Regions from separate parts of the Mus musculus genome. Here regions 1, 2 and 3 are each linked to region 4. Evidence: chromatin contacts called from public Hi-C, HiChIP or PLAC-seq and promoter capture Hi-C data. All regions are on one chromosome and are shown on one strand. Each heading gives the region's core, a stretch centred on a gene start, on an enhancer-like site or on the middle of the called end of the contact. The rest is flanking DNA. Distances are from core to core; before and after follow the strand shown.

What was found. Promoter capture Hi-C pulls out the DNA fragments that hold promoters and counts their contacts. Hi-C and Micro-C count contacts between places; a contact is called where the count stands out from the background. HiChIP or PLAC-seq counts read pairs in DNA pulled down with a chosen protein or histone mark.
Region 1: a Hi-C map of cerebral cortex shows a contact between it and region 4, with 4 times the contacts expected there. The contact joins the enhancer-like site here to the promoter of Grid1 in region 4. A contact is called at or near these places in 2 of 39 promoter capture datasets (cranial neural crest and liver), 4 of 484 Hi-C or Micro-C datasets (cerebral cortex, cortical neurons and uterus), 5 of 115 datasets of contacts at active chromatin or transcription factors (embryonic stem cells, forebrain, neural progenitor cells and 2 more) and 1 of 9 other capture datasets (embryonic stem cells).
Region 2: a contact with region 4 is called in a promoter capture Hi-C map of HPC-7-derived erythroid cells, with 4 times the contacts expected there. The contact joins the promoter of Gprin2 here to the promoter of Grid1 in region 4. A contact is called at or near these places in 5 of 39 promoter capture datasets (the C10 cell line, HPC-7-derived erythroid cells, liver and 1 more).
Region 3: a contact with region 4 is called in an H3K27ac HiChIP or PLAC-seq map of embryonic stem cells, with 14 times the contacts expected there. The contact joins the enhancer-like site here to the promoter of Grid1 in region 4. A contact is called at or near these places in 6 of 39 promoter capture datasets (embryonic stem cells, hippocampal neurons and liver), 1 of 15 datasets of contacts at CTCF or cohesin (embryonic stem cells), 3 of 484 Hi-C or Micro-C datasets (all in embryonic stem cells), 4 of 115 datasets of contacts at active chromatin or transcription factors (astrocytes and embryonic stem cells) and 1 of 9 other capture datasets (embryonic stem cells).

What each region holds. Positions count from the first base shown.
Region 1 is chr14:35,357,080-35,360,201 of GRCm38.p6, reverse strand. All of the region lies in intron 8 of Grid1 (glutamate receptor, ionotropic, delta 1), which reads right to left. Among named protein-coding and RNA genes, the nearest start is that of Gm41133, 220 kb to the right of the region's middle. Within about 2 kb of position 1,816, at least 25 of the 459 cell types and tissues checked have an H3K27ac peak or open chromatin away from gene starts, as enhancers often do. A contact at or near this core is called in cerebral cortex and neural tube, where this site is marked.
Region 2 is chr14:34,200,365-34,203,722 of GRCm38.p6, reverse strand. Gprin2 (G protein regulated inducer of neurite outgrowth 2) reads left to right here and starts at 2,090. Exons shown (of 2, transcript NM_183209.2): 1 at 2,090-2,313.
Region 3 is chr14:35,649,196-35,652,367 of GRCm38.p6, reverse strand. No RefSeq gene overlaps it. Among named protein-coding and RNA genes, the nearest start is that of 4930596D02Rik, 160 kb to the left of the region's middle. Within about 2 kb of position 1,782, at least 3 of the 459 cell types and tissues checked have an H3K27ac peak or open chromatin away from gene starts, as enhancers often do. A contact at or near this core is called in embryonic stem cells, where this site is marked.
Region 4 is chr14:34,818,243-34,821,427 of GRCm38.p6, reverse strand. Grid1 (glutamate receptor, ionotropic, delta 1) reads right to left here and starts at 1,292. Exons shown (of 16, transcript NM_008166.2): 1 at 1,122-1,292. The coding sequence starts at 1,200.

The DNA.
Region 1 (3,122 bases), core at 567-3,066, 540 kb before region 4:
TGTTTCCTGGTTTGGTCAAGGGCACATAGGAAAGGATACCAGAATGTTCCCAAAGAAAGCATCCCAAGGCTGAGAAGAAGGTGACTGCTGACAGACAGACAGCTTTAATCTGCTGTTCAAGTTACCACTGAGTGAGCTATCGGACTCCTCCTCATCATCATCAACCATGCCTTTCTCAAGCTCCACACCTAACCCTTGAGCTACACAGAACCCCCTGGGCCCAGCTTTTTCTCCTCTGTGAAGGAAAGATCCCAAGATAGCAAGCAGCCAGTTCTTGACACTGTAAGGGGCAGAACAGGAACACACTGAGCCCGAGTTTTCCTAAGAGCCTAGGTGACTTTCTCTATAGCTTCCCCTTCAACTGCAGTCTGTCTTTTCCTTTCCTTCTTTTTTTCAATTATTATTTTATCCCACTGAGTCTAATTCATGTTACCCATATGACATGGGTATAGGTTCATCCACTGGGGCTGGGGAATCTCCAAAGGGCCACACTGGCAAAGAAAACTGACTCTTTCCTCAACTGCCAATAGCCCCTGAGCAGTAGGAGGGACTTGGAAGCCCCTCCCCTCTAACTCCACCTTCTTTTGAAACAAACAGCTAATTTCATGCCTGTAGGTCTCAAAGCATCCCGGCCAGTAATGAGTCAGACCTCCATTAGCCCTATGAACATCAATCTAGGAGGTCATGCACTGAGCATATCCTAGATGTCCCCATGCTACTGGGGACTCATGGAGGAAGTGAGTAATTTCACTGAGGTCTGCTCAGCCTCCAACAGCAAGAAGGGACTGAATGAGACAAAGGGTGCATTTTTCTTGAGATATGCACCTTAGACTTGGTGAACAGAGCTCAAGGCCAAGGTTCAGGATGCAAAAAAAAAGTGTGTATCTGATGAAAAGGTCCAAAATTATTCCCTCTATTCTAAATCCTTAAACAACAGAGATACTTTCCTAGTACAGTAAATTATAGACTCAGCAAGGGAGCACTGCTGAAGTTACCAGAGCTGAAGGCAGGCCTAGCAAGCTCCCTGGCCCAGACCCGTTCCCTGCTATTTCTTTAGTAAAGACCTATTGCTCTTCAGGGATGGGATGATATTCAGGATGGAAGTCACAGTAAATATGCAAATAGAGGACCCCCCTCAGCCCCCAACACTGAATGCTGTAGGGAGAAGCTAGCTCAGGGAAGAAAGGAGCATTGAAAAGCCAATGAAAAATGTAAACACCATTGTGGAGAATTATCTCTGAGGGAGATAAAAAGATTAAGAGTTTAGACAAATACATTCCCAACCTCAAAGAATTTACAGATAACAAGGTCTCTGAAAGGGAAAAAAGAGATGTAAGATATACTGGAGTTCAAAGACAAGATTATAAAACAACAGATGTCGATGAAAAGCTAACACTGGGTTTTAGAAAGAGAACAAAGCCAGGAAGGGACTCGAATACTCATTTAGGAGTCACAGAGGAAGGACTAGGGCCAGCCCAGCAGTCAGGGAAGGGAGGAAGCCTAAAAGCCAAGAGTACAGCTTAGTCCCAGAGGCCTGGGCAGGAAGCCAGAGAGAAGGGCTGAGGAGGCAATGGCCCAGAAAAGAAGCCTCGCCTTAGGCACTGGAAGGGTGGCCAGGGCCTTGAGCTAAAGATCTCCACTCAAGCCAGACAGACAGGGAGGCATGACATTCCCAGATCTTTCTTCCACGGGGCATGGATCTCTGCCCCCCTGGGATCCATCACTTCCCCAGCAGGTTAATCACACTCCATCATCAGAGTCCTAAGAAAGCCATCTTGCCTTATGAAGTTCCTGTGAGCAACAGCGGCAGCTGCAGGAAGAGAAGCACTGTCTGTACCCATCAGCTCTGAAAGGCAGCGCTGTTGTCCCTGTCTAGATGATGCCACAGAACTCAAAGAGATCACATATTGATATTTTCACCAGTGGGGGGAGCCCTGGCAAGGTGACTTTTGACGTTTTTAGGTGATTTTTTTTTTCTTCCTCTTGGCTGTACTTGTTAAGAAAGCACTGGGAAGCCAGAATCAGCTCTCGTGCTCTGAAATGCAGACAGTGATTTCTTCTCTGGAAGGGTGCAGGGCTTATTCCTGCTAACACTGAGAATTGTTGAAACCCTTGGTTTTCTCCCCTCCTGGTATTGCCAGCTATATGAAATGACAGCTGAGGTTCAATGTCCGCGTGGAGGTCAAAGGCAGGCTCACTCCATGCCTTCGCAAGAGAAGCCTTCAGTCATCTCAACCTTGAAGAAAAGCTTCCAGTTCCTGGGGTCCCCAAAAGAATAATGGCAATGACCTCCTGGAGATTTCTGCCACAGAGTCTTGGGAATCCAAAGTCTGCTGCATCAGAAGATGAGGCTTTCAGAAAGTAAAACAAAAGTGACTTAAATCCAGAAGGACCTGCCCTTTACTGTGACCATGGCAAGGATGATGCAGGATGAGTTATGTGCCCAATTTGAAGGCAGAGCCTGCTCTGGAGTCCTGACACACCTTGGGAATTTTTACAAGATCCAGCATCTGGCTGGCAAAGGCTAGCAGTTACAGCTAACCATAGGTGTTGGTTGTAGGCAAGTGGATATATACCTACTCTCTGGGTTCTGTGTGTGTTGGGGGCAGGAGGAATGGTCCCTGCAGTCTCTCAGTGCCTATCTTTTATCTTTATCTCTAAAAGAGTTTATGATCCTGACACAGGACCCCCACTGCCTCAACTGGAAGCAAGTACCGTTACACCCCTAAGTCCACCTTTGTGCTGTAGGGACCTGATTAACTCTCTGCTGGGAATTAGCCTACTGCTCCCAAATTATCTCCAGTCCACCCAGCAAAGTCGGTATGCACTACTCTCTTGGTTAAACTGTACCAGAATCTCTACCAATCAATCACTTGCTCTCTGAGAATCCCTTAGTTATCCTCCTGTGCAGGCGAGGGCCCTTGGCTTTTCACTTGAGTGATGGTTGCTTTTAATTTTAAGCCCTTAAGAGACAAAATGTACAACTCTATCCATACAATCCATCACAGTCCTGAAAGATGGTCAAGAGTGATGTCAGTGAAGGAAGAGTCCTGTTCTTGGCCTGACAGTGCTTGTATTATAGTCTCCAACCTGCAGGCTGCCTGATGGTGACTCTGGGCTCT
Region 2 (3,358 bases), core at 841-3,340, 620 kb after region 4:
TCCCCACAGCCCAGAAGATAGGGAGGTAATTACCATTGATTATCAGATGAAGAAACCGATTCCCAGAGAGATGAAAAGTCCTGCCTGGGTGTGGGATCACAGGGTAAATGAGTATGTTGGAAGTTAGATAGGAATTGTTATCTAAGTTCCTCCTATCCCAGGCTCTCCCTGAGTCACTACTATAGCCAGGAGAGCCTCTTGCCAAGTCATAGGACCAGTTTGCCAAGAGGTCATAGCCAAGTGCTGTTCAGAGGTCCTGGTGCCATGGTCCCGTCAGATCACGCCTGTGTGTATCCAGTAGGGCAGACATCCATTGACATCTAATCCTGAGTAGGCTTCCTTGGCACATACATGGCAAAGTTCTGTTCAGGATGCCCTGGAAGCTAGGAGCTATGGGCTTGGGCTCTGAGTCTCCTCTCAGTGTAGTCACATTTACCTCATCCCTTCTTGGGATGTAAGTGACTTCTGTGGGAAGGGACTATGAGGATGAGAAGAGTGGCAATTTCTGGGAGGGACAGGAGTTGGTTAGTGTCCCTGGTGCAGAAATCTTCTATAGACTCTTTGGACAGGATCCTTCAGGCCGGCTGTGAGTAGCAAGGAAGCAAGAACCCTCGGCCCCTACTTGTATACCCAGTAAGCGCTGCAGCGAGCTGCACCGTGGCTGGTTAGACCCAACTAGTGTAGCTCGGGCTCCATCTTAAAGCCTGGACACCTGTGGCTGTAGAAGCAGAGCTTCCACAGGCCTGTGCAGCCCTGTCAGGGTGCTTAGCTCTTCCAGGATGGCTGTTTTCCCAAACTGGAGAGAATGCTTTGAGGACCTGCTGGGAAGGGGTGACTGGAGGAAATCTAGGACTTTCTGAGAAGATAGTGAAGCCATCCATAACTAGGAGAGAGACAAAGATGGTGTTGGTTCCCCATAACTGCATGGGAAGAGTGTAAACAACCCTAGGCAAGTTGGGGCTCCAGGGCTGCTGTCAACAAAGGAGTGTGACACTGGGACTTAGTTCTCTGAGATGGGGACTCAGAAGAAGCCCAGTCTCCTCTTACCCTGTGGCCCTGGGTACCTGGGGACTCCTTGATGGTGGACTGGGTCTGGTCAGATCTAGGTGGGGTAGCTTCCTGTCCTGTGTGTCTGGGGATGCTGGAGCAAAGCTAATAGGGATCCTAGACTTTCCATGGGATCAGGCAACCCAGAATCGGTAGAGCTTTTAGGAAGGGACACAGTGGGATCTAGGGAGGAAATATCAGAACTGCAGGGAATTACAGGAAAATAGTTGAGGCTCCAGTGAGGTCTCTCCCCACTGGGAGTCACTGTGCATGTCAGCTCTTTGCATCCCTGAGGTAGGCTGCGAAACCATCCTAGCGTGGGATTGGGTCAGAGGGCAAGGGTGGAAATGGTCCTGGAAGTGGATAGACTGACAGGTTATCAAGAATGTAGACCTTGAAGGACATGGCTGAGGGTGTGACTTTGGGACTATGAAGCTGGGCAGGTACTCCTTAAGGACCACACTGCAATTGTAAACCTCAAGAACTGGATCAAGCTTGGATTTCTCCCTGAGGTGAGTCTAGAGCTGAGAGCATGCTGTTGGATCCAGCAGGCCTGAAGACTCCCTAACAGGCAAGGCCTCTAGAGAGCAAGACCTGGGGAAAGGTCTCAAGAGGTGGGTGGGAGGCCCAAGAATTGTGAGAGGTGGGGCAGGAAGATAAAGGACATGGGGGGGGGGCGGGGCCACAGGGAATGTCAATGGATTCTGGTGTCAGAGCAAGGGATTGAAAATCTCTAAGGATGTGAATTTGGGACCTGGAGGATTTGCCGGAGCTAGCCACGCAAGGCAAGGTGGGGCACGGAGGGACTGGGGCAGGACGATGGCGCCCTTTAGGGGTGGGAGATTGGAACACAGCGGCCGGCTCTGTCGGGAAGGTTGCACAAAATGGATGAGCCCAGTGAGAAAACAGCCTTGCTGGGGGGGGGGGGGGCGGGGGGGAAGGGTCAGGAAGGGGGGATGGGCAGTCTTGGGGGCGGAGCCTAAGGGAATGACATGGGCGGAGCCGAGGCAGGGGGCGGGGCCGGGACGCTGAGCCGTGAAGAGGCGGGGCGCGCCTAGGTGAGTGAGTCGCCCCCCTCAAACCCCCAGCACCCCTGCTCCGGGTACCGGTGACAGCTTCCCCTTCTGGCCCTTGGCAGCGCAGGCTCCGCGGCCGGCTGCACCACGGCGGGGCTAGACCCAGTGCGGCTCCATCTTGGCGACGGGCACCTGTGGCGGCCGCAGGAGCAGCGCTTCCGCCGGCCTTTGCGGCCCTGGAGGCGACAGGGTGAGAGGCTGGCTCAACACGAGCCGTGGTGGGTGCTGGGGTGGTGTGGGCGGCGCCCCCCTTCCTGAACCCCCGAACCCCTTCCTCACCGCTGTCTGCGCCGCATTCCTCCGCACGGTTGCCTCCCCCTTGCCCTCTCCGGTTCTCTTTTCCACGTTCCCTTTGCCCAGTCTCCGGGTTTTGTTTTTGTTTTTCCTCTGCCCCGGACCGGAGCCCATCGGCCTCCACCCCGCCTTCCTTTGCTTCTTCCCTCCCGGGTTCTCCTCTCTTCCATCCGCATCCCCCACCCTGTCCTCTGTTGCCAGCGCCCCGCCCTCTTCTGCTCAGGAGCATCCCTACCAGCGAGCTCACTGCCCCATATCCTTTGAGTCTTTGTCCTGGAAAGGTCTGTAGCCTAGATCCGAGACTTGGGTTGTGTACTTCTCCCTAAGACCACTGTGGGCTTTGCTCTGGAGATTCGGGGAAGGGAGCCCTGGCCAGGGAGGCTGCGTGGTGTGTGGTGCGTTCAGGCCTTTGACCGCAGCAGGGGCGGCCTGTGTTTGGCATGCGGAGTGCTGCTGTGAATGAACGTTCTTTCCTGCAGGTTCACACTGTAAACCCGCCTGTGCCATGGCCACAGTGAGGCGTGTGTCCATGCTGGGGCACTGTGCTGGGGAGTGCAGGTACAATCTTAGTGGCCTCCTGCAGTTGCAGTTGACCCTGAGACACATTCAGCCCACTGTTAGCACCTGAGTGAGCAAACCCTCACAGGTTTCAGGCCCTGGGACTCTTAGGCGTTCTGGGACTCTTAGGGGTTTCTCTATGGTGAGCAGGGTGGCGTCTTGGAGCTTGTTTTCTCATGCATACCCCTTTCCTGGCATTTCTCTGCCTTTAGGTTCTATGCCATCTCGATAAGGTTAGAGGCTACGAGGGACTGATTTTATTCTTGGAGCTGCCCCACCCACCTTAAGGGATGTCTCTTGCTGCGTTCTCCATTCGGCTTGTGTTCCTGTTAGGCCGTTTATTTGCACGCTGGCATGATCAAACCACTAGTTGTAGGTGGCCA
Region 3 (3,172 bases), core at 533-3,032, 830 kb before region 4:
TATCAGAATTAGCTTGCATCTTTTTTGTTTGTTTGTTGTTTCGTTTTTGTTTTTTGTTTTCCAAGACAGGGTTTCTCTGTGTAGCCCTAGCTGTCCTCTGTAGACCAGGCTGGCCTCGAACTCAAAAATCTGCCTGCCTCTGCCTCCCAAGTGCTAGGAATTAAAGGCATGTGCCACCATGCCTGGCCCAGGTTGCATCTTTTTGCATTGTTGGGTCTCATGGGAACACCCAAACAGCCTAGGCTGTTTCCAAGACTATCAGTGCTCCTCACAAACTAACAAGACCCTATTGCTTAGGGCAACACTCATATAGCTCAATGAGCATGGAAAAGTAGAGCTGCTGTTTACATAGAATCTTCACCCCTTCATTCTATCATCTTTGGTACAGGAAGATATTCTTCATGCTACCAAATGAGAAATGTAAAGACCAAACCAACCACAAAACCTTAATATAAAATAGTGTACTACCTGAAACATATGTTGGTCAATGGTGGTACAAAGCTTGGGGGATTAACTGATATCCTGATTTGATTCAAGGCCTACTCCACCTGGCGGAGTCCTACCTGGACACAGGGAAACTAATAATCTGAGACTAAATATACAAGGGACTTAGTGTAAAGCCAAATAATACTGGTATAAACAAACAAGTAAATGGTACAGATTCATAATGATATATATTCTCCTATATTTCTAGACTAGTGCCTTGTTCATCCATCTTTAAAGAAGCTTCCTCTTGCAGTGCATGGGAACAAATATAGAGACCCACATATATGGACATTTCACAGAGAATGTGAACCTTGGAACACTCAGCTCTAAGTAGGATGTTTTTATCAGATCCCTCCCCTCAGAGCTCAGGGAATACTGGGGAGGAGGAGGCAGAAAGAGTACAAGAGCCAGAGGGGATACAGAAAACAAGGCCCTCTAAATCAACATAAGCAAAGCTCATATGAACTCACAGAGACTGAGGCAGCATGCACTAGGTCCTCTATAGTTATGTTATGTCTTCCAGTTCAACATTTCTATGGGATTCTTGAGTGAATGAATAAATGAATTAATGAAATCCTAGCCACTAGGTTGAAGCTTAACAACTGACTATCATTTATACCTGCAGAAGGAAAATTTGTTTTCTCCAATGGAGTAACACTGGGTAAATCAACCACTCCAAGTAGGCTCATAATCAGACATAGTGGACCAACACACAAGAGACTCCAGAGACTTTTGTCTGCTTTTACTTGGTTATACTTTGGTGTAGTCTTTTGCATTTATGAGTGAATGGTGTTTTACTTTTGTTTCGTGGTTGTGAATTTCTGTTGCTGTATTAGGTTTTTGTTTGTTTTTGAGAAACAATTTAATGTTTGGTGAGTGTGGAAGTGGAGAAGATTGTGGAAGGACTTGGGGAAGAGGAGGAACATGATCAAACTATATCTAAAATTAAAAATTATTTTAGAATAAACAAATAAATTCCTTTTTACTGAGTATATATTATAAGGTCTGGAATGCTACACTCATCACTGTTAGAATAGTCCCTCTTTTTCAGTTCATACTCACTGAGACAGTCCATATTCTGAGACATAAAATAAAATTAGAAAATTTTAAGGTATTTAAATTTCCCAGGAACAATCAATACAGAGATCAGTACTGATCAATACTTGACCGGCAAACTGGAGGCCCTGAGTTCAATCCCCAGAGCCTACATGAAGAAAGCAGCAGTGCTGGCATGCACCTATAGTTCCAGTTTTGGAGAGACAGAAACATGCAGGTCCTGGAACACCACCTGAGGATTGCCACGTGAACTATTCATCTGGCCTCACCCACCAAGTATACACACATATGCATGTACTTAGACATGGCAAGAGGGAGAGAGAAAAAGAGAGGAGGAGGGGGAGAGAGGAGAGGGAAAAGGAGAAGGGAGGGAGAGAGGGAGAGAGAGGGGAAGAAGGAAAGGGGGATTAAGCTATAGAATCTTTCAGTATGTAACAAACGAAAGAAACATATTGAAAAATGTGGAATTTTTTTTTTGATTTTTTTTTTAGACAGTTTTTCATCTAGCTCAGAGTGCTGCAGACCCTCTGGATCCCTTTGTCTGCGTGGAACAGGTCTCTGGGGCAGGTGGGAAAAGCGTAGGAGAGAATGACAGACAGATGCACACAGGAGAGGTTGTGTAGAATCTGAATGTAATTTGTCAAATCAAGCATCAAACTTTTTATACAGAAGAAAATAGGGAAGTTGGGTGACACACCAGCAAGGTACAAAGAGGTTACTGGATTCTTACACAAAACAGAGGAATACAAACACAGAAGGTCTGACAGGAACCACCTGGGATAGAATTCATTGTTAACAACTGGGATCAAAAAGAGCCCACCTAAGGTCCACTTAATCTTAGAAGCCAGGGTCAAGGGCTTTATGCCCTTGCCATAGTTCCTATTTTAGTCTATTGTATAGTCCACCTCCCCCCTAGGCCATTGTAAATATGTGTGTATGGGTGTAACTCAGCTATCTATAGTTCTAAGTATCTAGTCTGGTTCCTCCTTAGGTCTCAAATTTCCTCCTTCCTAGAGGATGGTAAATTCCTGTGTAGGGCAGTGACTTAGCTTTTATTCAAAGTGATAGTGTAATACCAGAGGCAATTCTGAATGTCACTGAATAGGCAACATTCTTACTGAATTCCAAGCCCATGGTCTGCTCAAGGACTTTCTAGGACGGTGAAGGCTTAGCTATGTCAGAATTCAATCTTAAAAGGCACTTATAGTAAGATAATACTAAAAGAGAGCACGTGGATCCATACACCAGACTAACGCGGGAATAGAATGAGTATATGGGTTAAAGAGAACGCCAGACTCCAGGAGGTGAGTTTCCATGAAACTCTCTGCCTCATGAGTGGCTTCCAGGCCTCTCGGCCTGTCAAGCTGACTCGACCTGAGTGCGTGGCATCAGAGTAGCATCAAACTCACTATATACCCAAGGATGACATTCAACTTCTCAACCCCTTGCCTCCATCTTTTGGGTGCTAGGATCATAGGTACATGCAAAATTATGCCAAGTCTGTGTGATGTTGGGAATCAAATCCAGGAATAAATACATGCTAGTCAGGTACTCTATCAATGAATCATATTCCAAGCATTTTAGGTGTTAATAAAACTCAACTAAAAATCAGTTATAGAAAGTCTACTGG
Region 4 (3,185 bases), core at 43-2,542:
CACTCTGGCTCCTGGGCGGGAAGCACGTTTGGATCTTGGCCCGGCACCGGCACCAGAGGGGAGGCCGCAGCCCTTGGAGTAGAGACTCTGTCCCTGTCATCCCCTCCACCTTCTGCTCCGCGGGTAACATCAGCCACGTTTCCTCACACCTCCCAACCCCCAGTTTATCCGTGTTAGCTGGTCTTTCCCAACTTCCGGAAAGGCGACTGCAGAGGGGCTCCCCCATAAGCGACCGCTGTTAGTCCCCCAACCGGGCCCAACTTCTCGAGATCCCAGCCATTCTGCTCCAAACTCCTGATCACTACCCCTCCTCCGGTCTCCCCTTCCTCTGCTTTTCCTCTTCTTCCTCTCCATCCAGCGCCCCCCACCCCACTATCCATGCTCCTTCCGTTCACCCCTACCATCCACACTGTACGCTGGCCCCAAGACTTATATCAGGCAGAAACTCTAGGACTGTCCAGGATTGGGCTGCAGTTGCCACAACCAGATACACACACACACACACACACACACACACCGAGAGCTACACAGACACACACCGAGAAACGGGCAAGCACTGTGTCCACTCTAACAGGCTGACAGAACGCGACAGTCGCACTGAGAAGCTCAGATGGCCCCACACACCCCAACGCCCTCTCACAGTGACACCAACCCCGTGCCAGGTGCATACACACTGGCACGCTGACAGCACCCATCCACAGACACACATGGTTCCGCTTTGGCCTCTTTGATCTTGCCCTGCCAACTTAGCTAGCCCCGAGCCCTATCCGACCCTGGCCCCAATGTTCAAGCTGTGACGAGGGGTCCAGCCCGCGGACAGCCCCGCCAGGGGCACGCATCTCGACAAGGGTCTATCCCAGGTTCCCCGCAGCCGCGGCCCTAAGTGTCGGCAGAGGCCGCGGGGCCCCGCGCACTGACAGGAGCCCCGGGGAGTAGCGAGGTGCCCGCAGGAGCGCCGAGCGGCCAGAGCACAGCTCCTCCGCGGGGCGGCGCGGGCCTTCGGGGGAACACCGACTGCCGAGCCCCTCGGCCCGGGGAGCCGCTAAGTTTGGACTCCGCGCATCATCGGCTCTATTAGGTGGCCCCCGCCCAGCCTCGGTCCGTCTGCTCTCCCAGCTCACCGATGTGGATGATGGAGTCGGCCCGCACCGTAACGCACTGGCATATCCAGGGAAGAAGCCACAGCGTCAACGCTTCCATGTCCCCCCGGCGCGCGGCTCATCCGCCCGGGCCCGGGGCGAGGCCGAGGGCAGCGCGGAGCGGGGAGGCGCCGGTCCCGGTGCAGTCCCGGGCCGCTCCCCGGGAGAGCCGAGCCCGCCCGTGCGTCTTCCCCCGCGCTCCCGCCCCTGCGCCCTGCGCCCGCCCCAACCCAGCCCAGCCCAGCCCAGCGCTCTCGGGCTCCCGCGCCGGCTCTGGTTGCGGTTGCGGCGGCGCTCGCAGCCCGAGCCCAGGCCGGCGCGGCGGGGGCGGCCCGCGGCTGTGGCGGCGGCGCTTCCAGCGGCTCGAGCGGCTCTGGGGGCGGCAGAGGCAGAGGCGGCGGCGGCCCGGCCCGCGCGGCGGCTCCGGGCTGGCTATGTGTCTGAGCCCAGGCGAGGAGCGAACTGCGGAGGACGCCCCCTCCCCTCCCCCTCCCCCTCGGCGGCGCTCCCCCTCCCCTCCCGCCCGCCTCCCTCCCCTCCGCCCTCCTCTCCACCACGTGACTGCGGAGCCTTAGCCTAGCCGCGCGCCGCTCGCCCGCTCGGAGGGGGCGCCCGGTGCTCCGCGCTCCCGGCCGGGGGATGCTACGAGGACGGCACCACGGTGGGGACTTGGTCTGTCTGCGGCGAGCCTAGGCTTGGCCGTGTGGGCCCGGCCTCTGGGTTCGCTGGAGAAACGGAGTAGGCACAGCCATCGACTACCCTCGGGGAGGGGGAACTCGGAACTCGCTGGCGCTGGGGGACTTCAGCCGAGATTTTGCAGTCCTGTCCCTGACCAGAACGGATCAGGGGGTCTCGGAACCCGACCCCCGACTCATGCAGCCTGCAAAGAGACTACAGACCGGGGCACCGAGCCAGGAGGCATCGGGATGCTTAGCGGGCGGGCGGCGGGCTCGAACCCTGGCTGTCCGGGTAGATTTCGGCGGGCGTCCATCCCCCGCCCCCGGGGCGGTGCACTGAGCCCGGAGTCGGGCAGGAGGCTCAGACTCTGAAGCCCAATTCATGGCCGGAAACCGGCGCAGCCGTGACCGCGGCGCCTGGACGTGAGGAGCCTTCCAAGCGGCCGGCGCTCTCAGACAGCGACCTGTACGAAGCCTTCTAGAGCGAGCCCGGGAGGAAAGCTCGCTCCCAGCCGCGGAAGCAGAGCGGGGCTCCCGCCGCCTCCGGGTTCCCTGACTCTGGCTGACCACCCCCGTGAAGCTGCTGAGAGATGGGGGGGGGGGGGCGAGGTCGCAATCCGGTCTCAATTCTCTCACCCAGGTCCTAGTTGGACGAGGCTCCACTTAACACACCTAAGATTTCAGGGAAACAGTTGAGCCCTCCAGGATTCTGATTCCTTCGGAAACCGGGTCCAGCTGAGTCTGGCAGAACTGGGCGCCAGGATGAGCACTGGGTTCAAAGAACCAAGATAGGCTCAGCTTTGCCTAGAGCTCCCAGCACCGTAGGAAAGGTAGACGGCCATACAGGTCATTAAAAAATGTGGAGAGGACAGTTGAGGAGCTTTGGGCCTGGGCTCTGGCCCAGCCTAAGGGAGAAAGGCAGCTATGGATTCTGAAAGAAGAAGATAGTTTCCAAAGGCTACTTAGGGAGGAGAAGCTTGCAGGCATTTGGTGCTGCTAGTGAGCCAAAACAGGAAGAGAAGAAAGAACTGTGTGGGGAACGTGCATTTGTGTGTGTGTGAAGCTGCCAGCCACTGAGTTGTCACTGGCAAATTCAGCTTTTAAAGGGTTGGCGAGGAGTCTGTGCAGAGAGGCCAGAAGGGTCCTGGAAGCTGTTGTTAGGCAGTGTCTCAGCTGACCAGAGGGGTAATGGGGCTATGCGACATCAAAGAGCACTGTTCTATGATGAGGGGACATGGTGAGCGCGGAAGAGAGAAAAAGCCTCCCTCCCGTGGGTGGGAGGGAGGCTGGGCTGCAGGACTAAGTGCGGCCCTACACAACTTACCTTTTCAAGAAAGGTACCACCACAGGACCCTGCGGTAGGAGGGGG